Linked DNA regions of Arabidopsis thaliana: region 2 is linked to region 1. The links are chromatin contacts, called in public ChIA-PET maps. All regions are on one chromosome and are shown on one strand. Each heading gives the region's core, a stretch centred on a gene start, on an enhancer-like site or on the middle of the called end of the contact. The rest is flanking DNA. Distances are from core to core; before and after follow the strand shown. Region 1 holds the start of AT2G21160 (Translocon-associated protein (TRAP), alpha subunit). Region 2 holds the start of BPC4 (basic pentacysteine 4).

Region 1 (4,082 bases), core at 555-3,054:
ATTCATCGAGTGATGCCTCGGTAGACCTAGTTCCTACTTCCACCTTGGAAACCTTTTTGGTTTTCTGGTAAAAGAGGAGATTATCAAAGGAATGTTTAACTGCACAAATGATGAACCAGAAAAAGAGATCCAATGGTTTACCTTGGTGAGACGCTGAACTTGGCTGTATGCCCATAGACCGAGGAGGAGGAGGAGACCGATTCCGAGTGTTAAAAGGAAAACAGATTCGCCGCTGAGAAGACCTCCAGATTCAACTACCTCTATGGTTCCATTGTAGAAGACACTCTGGTATGGCTTTCCTTCCACATCGTATATGATATAACCCACCAGATCAAATGCTCCAGGCTGTGCAACACCAAGCAAGATTAGATCTTTCGGAGTTTTTTCTCAATAACAATTGTATTTTAAGAATGAACGAGAATGATGTATTGTCTATTGTGGAATATGTTTACCTGCAAGTACTGGCTGACTGCAAAGATGTATGGGAATGTTGCTTGAAGAGACGTTGGGATGGATGCATTGTTAAGTCTCTGCAATAGAATGCAAGCATGTGAACAACAAAAAACAATAAAATGATAACAAATATTTAGACAAATAGTTTCCTAGTCAAATGCTTACCAACATGGTTAGATTCTGAACCAACAACTTATGATCATAAGGAAGATGAACGCTGGCCCTAATTCCCATCACACCTACTCTAGTTTTCCCTGTTAAGTCACAGCCAATTTGGAGATATTTAGTTTTGACAACAAAACAGAAAACTCAACACAAAGAGAGCTAAAGCTAAAAGAGGTATTAGCTACCTTCATTTTTAAGACCAACAAGGAGCTCAGTCTCTTCTCCAGCTGGAACCACTGCAGGAAACAAAGAGCATTAAAAACCAAATCTTTAAGATCACAACAACGGATAGATAAATACGTAAGAAAGGAGGAGTAAACACATACATTTGGCACTGTTTTTGGGGAAAACACAAACAGTCTCAACTCCTGGAAATGAGGACAAGTTCATATCCAAATCATGGTCATCTTCCTCAACCGCATCATCAGTGTTTTCTCCCACAACATCGTCAACAAGACTTGAATGATCCTCGGCATCCGATTGACATCTAGCAACTGATCAAAAGAAACAACATGAAAACACATCAGGTCACTAAAGCATAACGTCTTCTTCAGAAAATGTTACAATTTGCAATTTTTCCTCTACCCAAGAACAATGGCGAGTGTAAAGTAAGAAAATAAAGACATGCAACGAAGACACTATTGAAGAATCTATTACTAGGGGATTCGATCTACGTTTTAAAGTTTGTATCTTTGAAACCACATTGCTCTAGGATTGGCAGCAACACACAAAACACAGAGCTACAATGTTCGAAGGCAAAGTATTGTTAAAGGAGCTCAATTTCACTCGGATCGATGAATAAGGACATAACGTTACCAGATCCTTTAAGAAACCAGATCGGAAACAGAGATCAAATGTGAAATCCAATCAGAAAACGCGAAGGAAACAAAACGGATCTAGATCTACAAAATCAATGGAAAAACAAAAAGAGAAGAGAGAGGAGACCTACCTTGAAGCAGAGGAGATGCAAGGAGAAGGAGAGCGAGGAACAAAACCCTAAGATTCATCATCGCTTGATTCTATCAAATATGGTCAACGAATTTGCGAATGAATGAGAACAGTGTCTCTCTCGATGCTATTTATGCTTTTGCTCTTTCACACTAAATTAATTTATTTCTGAAAAAAAAAAGATAACAACACAACCATAGAAACCCTCGCAAAACGACAGCGTTTTGTCTGGTCTCTCAATTTATTTCGTGTGATTTTGTTGCCTTGTATACATCAGGGGATTCACAAATTGGTTTCTAACATTCTTAATTTGTGTGCTCTCATTATAAATTTGTAATCACAAGATCTCATACTAAATTTTCACATGACATGAAAAATCACAAAATAACGGGTACTAAAGAAATCAAACAGTTCCATTATTTTAAGAAAAATTAAAAAACGAGTGTAATGGTACATTGAGGGAAGAAGAATGAGCATTAAAAATGCCATGAACATTCCACTACTATTACACCAAATCTGATCAATCATGTCAACAAACGATCCATCAAAAGCATGTTCTGGTCCAGAATTAATCCCCATGGACTGTGTACCGTTCCCATTTCTTTGTCGGGTCGTAAATCTGAACAATTATAATGCAAAACAATAAGATTCAAAGTCTAGCTGAGAATGAAAAGTGCAGAGAAAAGATTATTTGAGAGTTACCTCCCATCTGGAAGCAGGGAATATATGCTTGTTCTTCTCGTACCAATGCCTCTCCACAACTTTACCCGCATGCGACTTCATTAACACCACATTTTACAATGCTTTAGAAACAACTTTCCATCATCAAACTACTCTCTTTTCTCATGTGATCGGGTCAGGGAAACATACCTCGTCTTTCTCTATCGTTGCATCTGCTATTGTTCTCACGTCTTCATGCACATCAAAGTGAAACAGCTGTTAACAAGAACAATGTAGGAGAAGTGAGTCTCGGTTACAATTTCTATATAAACTGAATTTCAAAAAGTGTCGACAAGGCATACCGGCCCACTCTTCCCCCTCGCTTTGTTAATGATCAGCTCATAGAAACTGTGTTGCTACATTTACAAAAAAATACCCCATGTTATCGTTAAGTCCTATATAGTAAAGGGAGGATAACTTGGTAAGTTTAAAGGGTTCTCACATGTGGAATAATAAGATCTTCCTTTACATATAGTAAATTCTCCACTGATGCCGTCCGAATCTCCCGGAAGTCAGGGGCAAGCTGCTGCTGAACAGCCCGCAGAAAATTCCCAATTGGGTCACCCTTGCGGACCTGTAAAATGGGTATATATCATAAAGGTAAGTAAATGATCACACACGTAAGGCTCAAGCAGTATGACAAAGGTGTAGTTTGTGCTTGCCTGAATAACTCGTCTATGGCCAGTCCCATCCCAGTAACTGTAAGTAATCTCAAGAGGCTCGTCTGAAAAACAAAAAATAGTTAGACAATCTTCCTTGAATCAAGTATTACAACTGAAATTAGAAGGTAACTAGAAAATGGACAACTTTTAATCTGCTCTTGTTCACGAAGCCACTGCTTCTTCAGCCTTTCACGTTCAGCTTGTTCCTCCGCCTCCCTCTCACTGAAACAGCAACCTCAAAACACCACAGCTAAAGTTGAGACTTACTGCAAAAGCAGACAAGGAAGATAAAGATAAACAAGAGAGCTAGAGATCACCTGTCAGGCAGGAAATTCGTTTCCACTGAGGGGTCCTTGCCAAGTTTTCCGCAGCGTAAGTTCCCTGTCCCAGAACTCTCTGCATAAATAGTGTACATGATAGAAGTTACAAAAAGGACAACATTAGATGATATTATAAATTCCTACGCAGCAAGCTATTTGCATCTCAAATCCTCCAACAACCAAGCAATATTCCAATCTACATTTGTAGAATTAATGTCTGTAATACATGATGAGATTCTTTATTACTGCAAAAGATGGAGACTATATTTTGTCAACTTCCATACATTTTAAAAAGGATTTTATTAAATCTGCGAAAGATAGATAAATATTTTTTCAACTTTTACAAAAAGGAAAAAAGTTATAGTGGTTTAATTGAATGACAGCATGTATCACACCTAATCCTAACTATACCACAATTCACCATTGATGTAACAACAGCATATTCAGGAATCAAGTTAAAAGCTTAAGAAAATCTAATAAAAACAGTCGAGGTAGACTAAGTCCTATCTACGAGATTGATGAATGAATGCACTTACTGTTTTCTCCATCATCTTCATCACTGCCATTCTCAAAATCTTCAGCAAAAGATAAGCGGGAAGATCCCTTAATCTTTCTCTTCTTGTTACGCTTCTCTAGCTGCAACTCCTCTTCCCTGTAGTTAAAAAAAAAAAGTCAATCAAGCTTAATCCAAAGAATAACACCAATAACTATGAACAATAGACCTAAAAACAAAACTCACTCTTGCTGTAGCTTCTGCAGTTTCTCCTTCTCTTCTTCCTCGAACTTATTACGAATATTAACCCTCTACATATAT
Region 2 (4,082 bases), core at 554-3,053, 35 kb before region 1:
TGTTGCTTCTGGTTTGTCTAAATATGTGATTTGAATACTGGGTTTGTTTTAACTTTTTGATAGTTGGAATCTTTCTTGGAAAATATGTCTTTAAGATTTGTTTTTTTTTTCATAGTCTCTATAAACTTGTTATCTAAAGTAAATGCTCTCTGTACATCTTTATTTGCATCTGATTCTGAAGTTCTAAGTATTTGGAATCATAGAATGATCTAGATTCTATTGCTGTATTGATGACAGATTGTTCTATAATAGCTTTTAACTTGTTACTTATTATAGACAGAGTTCAGCTTTGTTTTAATTCTATTGTGTGATTTGCGTTGTTTTAAGTCTTGATTTTGGTGTGTTCGTTTTCCTTGGTGCAGCTGATTATAGGAATGAGACCGAAGTTGGTGATGCTCTTACAGAAGCATTCAAGACTGGTCTGGTTAAGAGGGAGGATCTCTTCATTACAACCAAGGTCCAATCGAAAACTATACAGCTATGATCTCAATTTAATGTGAGCAAGCTCTGATCTGTGATCTGAATTGGTTTTTTGCAGCTATGGAATTCAGACCATGGCCATGTCATTGAGGCCTGCAAAGACAGTCTCAAGAAACTTCAACTTGATTACCTCGATCTCTTCCTCGTTCATTTTCCCGTAGCAACGAAACACACCGGTGAGGCCTCTGCCTCATTAGCGTTTTATTAGTCTAGAGTCAGAGACCATTGCATTTCGTTTTATTACAAGTCCTCCTTTTTCACTGACTGAGATCAAGTTTTCTTAAGTGTCTTCTATATATGCTTTGCAGGAGTAGGGACAACCGATAGTGCTTTGGGCGATGACGGGGTATTGGACATAGACACGACCATCTCTCTGGAAACTACATGGCACGACATGGAAAAGCTTGTTTCTATGGGTTTAGTCCGCAGCATTGGAATCAGGTTCAACTTCTCTCACTATCATTACAAGTTCTCTTGTTTAGTCGCCAATATATGAATTTTTTGACCATTAGGTTTTTTGCAGTAACTATGATGTCTTTCTAACGAGAGATTGCTTGGCTTACTCCAAGATCAAACCTGCTGTGAATCAGATCGAGACACATCCTTACTTCCAACGTGATTCTCTTGTCAAATTCTGCCAGAAACATGGTATCTGTGTCACTGCTCATACTCCTCTCGGAGGTGCCACAGCCAATGCCGAGTGGTTTGGCACCGTGTCATGCCTGGATGATCCAGTTCTCAAAGTAAGCCCCATCCTCTAAACCTTAAAAGTTTGGATTGAACCTTTGACAATTAAAAAAGGACTGCGTTTATCTGAATTCTTAGGATGTGGCCGAGAAGTACAAAAAGACAGTGGCACAAGTTGTCCTGAGGTGGGGAATCCAGAGAAAAACGGTGGTGATACCAAAGACATCAAAGCCTGCGAGATTGGAAGAGAACTTTCAGGTTTTCGACTTCGAACTATCGAAAGAGGACATGGAAGTGATCAAAAGCATGGAGAGGAAATACCGCACGAACCAACCAGCCAAGTTTTGGAACATTGATCTCTACGCTTGATCACACTCTCTCTATCTACATGAATAAATGAAGCTTAAGAAGATAAACAACGAGAAGAAGCCATAGCTTTACCTGAAACATTCTCAAATGTTTGTGAGCCTATCTTTCATACATAAACTCATGTTGTTAAACAGATTATGATTTCTTAAGTACTACAATATCACACATTGATGGAAAGTGATATAGATTTCTCTCTTCTCTATTTATATGCTTAAATCCACAATGAATCATTATTGTAACTGAAAGAGGATATTTAAAAAGACGAGTATACCCTTGATTTCTCTTGTTTAGTAGTAGAGAAGAGGGTAATTTGGTAAATGACGAAGTAAGTACATTGAGCTTCTTCGCGGACAGAGACACTATCTCTCTCTCTCTCTACCCTTTGGATCTTTCTTCTCGATCAATTATCCATTTTGCCCAGATTTTTTCCAGAAGCTCATCGAATTCGTAAGCTTTCGCGCCTTTTCCTCTCTTTAATTTATTTGTTAATCAATTTTGAATGTGTTGTATCTCTAGGGTTTATAATTTCAGTTTCACCCTTGTTTTCTATTGTTTCGCGGAATAATCTCTTGTCATGGAAGGTTTAGATTGATTCGACCTTTTTGATCTTGACCTAATTTATTCCAATTTTCGTAAAATTGTTCCTTAAGACCTGTTTCTCTGACTAGCTCAGATTGATTTTGGTATCTGAATCAATTGCGGAACCCTAACTGGCAGATCAATTCGAGAAGTTTTGATTTTGTTTGAAGATAGTGAATTGCGAGTTCAGTGTGCTAATATCTGCTTGTAATTCTTACTCTTCAATTGTTTTCATAGATCGAATCACAATGTTTGAAATTTGGTTTCACTGTTGCTGAGTGTGTTTGGAGGAGAAGCTTGATTGGTTCGGTGTTTCACTGTTTGAAGATTATAAGAGTTATGGAGAATGGTGGTCAGTATGATAATGCGCGGTTCAAGCCCGATTACTTCAAAGGTGCACAATCTATGGTAAGACTTAAGATTTTTGGTTTCCTAAAGATATGTTTTTGTTAGTGTGATTGAAGTTATATAAGCAAAGAATGTTTGTTACAGTGGAATATGATTCCCCAGCATCAGATTAAGGAACAACATAATGCGTTGGTGATGAATAAGAAGATCATGTCCATCCTTGCTGAGAGAGACGCTGCTGTACATGAAAGAAATCAAGCTGTCTCTGCTAAAAAGGAAGCTGTCGCTGCTCGGGACGAAGCGCTTCAGCAACGTGACAAAGCTCTTTCTGAGAGAGATAAAGCTTTGATAGAGAGAGATAATGCTTATGCTGCTCTTCAACACCATGAAAATAGTCTCAACTTTGCTTTGTCTGGTGGGAAGTGTGTTGATGGAGATGATTGTTTTGGTATTGGGGAACCCCACAAACTTGAAGTCTTCCCTTTGTCAACTATTCCGCCTGAGGTTACAAACACGAAGGTGGTGAACAAAAGGAAGAAAGAGAACAAGCAGGGACTATCAAAGGTGAAAAAAGTGGGTGAAGATCTGAACCGTCGAGTTCCTGCTCCTGGAAAGAAATCTAGAACAGATTGGGACAGTCAAGATGTCGGTTTGAACTTAGTCACCTTCGATGAGACGACAATGCCTGTACCCATGTGTTCGTGCACAGGCTCTACGCGTCAGTGTTACAAATGGGGAAATGGCGGCTGGCAATCGTCTTGCTGCACAACCACCTTATCCCAGTATCCATTACCGCAGATGCCAAACAAGAGGCATTCTCGGATGGGCGGTAGGAAAATGAGCGGAAACGTTTTCTCGAGATTACTCAGCCGTTTATCAGCAGAAGGATATGATCTCTCGTGTCCTGTTGATCTTAAAGACTATTGGGCTAGGCACGGGACAAACCGCTACATCACTATCAAGTAGCCTCTGTTGTTTACACAGTCCAAGTATGTTTCTCTCGTCTTCTTAAGATTAGGTGTTGTCTTTGTCTTTATTGTCCATAGTTTGTTCTTTGTTGTGTATGGTAAAACCATTGTTATGTGTATCTTTTGGATGGGCAAAAATGGTTTGCATAAAAAATCTGTGTTTTGACCTCAAAAAATAAAATAAAATCGTAACAGTTAAAAATCAAAATCTGTTACCCCTTTGATAGCAAAATCTGTTACCCCTTTTTTCTTTCACTTGTTAGTTTCTTTTTATACCGAGAGGAGAGAACAAAAAATAAAACACAAAGTAAGCATAAACAACAACAAAATGATGGAGAAAGCCACAGTGGCGCATGTGGAGACGCATCAACGGTCACAAGAGATATGGTTTCTTGGCGCCGCAAGAGCCTTCTTGCAAATTCCGAATCCGGGGATTGTCAAAGTTTTTGTCCTAAGCAGCTTGACTACATTCACCTCAGGAATGGCTTTAGTCATTGAGTGGATCTGTCACGGAAAGAGTCACACGGGATTCGGGTGGATCATCTACTATGCATTGTTCTTGATGTGTCTTCCTCTTGTCATCTTGATCGGTCTTCATATTCTCGTCAGGCGCGGCTCAGATCAGATTGTGGATTCAACTCCAAGCAAAGA

Evidence for each region. ChIA-PET counts read pairs in DNA pulled down with a chosen protein or histone mark.
Region 2: a contact with region 1 is called in an H3K4me3 ChIA-PET map of shoot, with 10 read pairs. The contact joins the promoter of BPC4 here to the promoter of AT2G21160 in region 1. A contact is called at or near these places in 3 of 26 Hi-C or Micro-C datasets (leaf and seedling), 1 of 2 datasets of contacts at active chromatin or transcription factors (shoot) and 1 of 3 other capture datasets (seedling).

The regions. Positions count from the first base shown.
Region 1 is chr2:9,065,974-9,070,055 of TAIR10.1, reverse strand. It overlaps AT2G21160 (Translocon-associated protein (TRAP), alpha subunit), which reads right to left and starts at 1,804. Exons shown (of 8, transcript NM_127686.4): 1 at 1,568-1,804; 2 at 945-1,112; 3 at 804-854; 4 at 619-707; 5 at 453-530; 6 at 142-345; 7 at 1-64. The coding sequence starts at 1,628. It overlaps XCT (XAP5 family protein), which reads right to left. Exons shown (of 12, transcript NM_127685.4): 3 at 4,008-4,072; 4 at 3,805-3,920; 5 at 3,266-3,344; 6 at 3,094-3,170; 7 at 2,949-3,010; 8 at 2,729-2,860; 9 at 2,589-2,642; 10 at 2,437-2,502; 11 at 2,269-2,343; 12 at 1,828-2,185. The coding sequence ends at 2,135.
Region 2 is chr2:9,100,862-9,104,943 of TAIR10.1, reverse strand. It overlaps BPC4 (basic pentacysteine 4), which reads left to right and starts at 1,803. Exons shown (of 3, transcript NM_127696.4): 1 at 1,803-1,983; 2 at 2,353-2,523; 3 at 2,608-3,667. The coding sequence starts at 2,455. The coding sequence ends at 3,429. It overlaps AT2G21250 (NAD(P)-linked oxidoreductase superfamily protein), which reads left to right. Exons shown (of 6, transcript NM_127697.3): 2 at 363-457; 3 at 539-656; 4 at 789-921; 5 at 1,004-1,223; 6 at 1,306-1,808. The coding sequence ends at 1,536. AT2G21237 reads left to right here and starts at 3,729. Exons shown (of 1, transcript NM_179680.1): 1 at 3,729-4,082. The coding sequence starts at 3,760.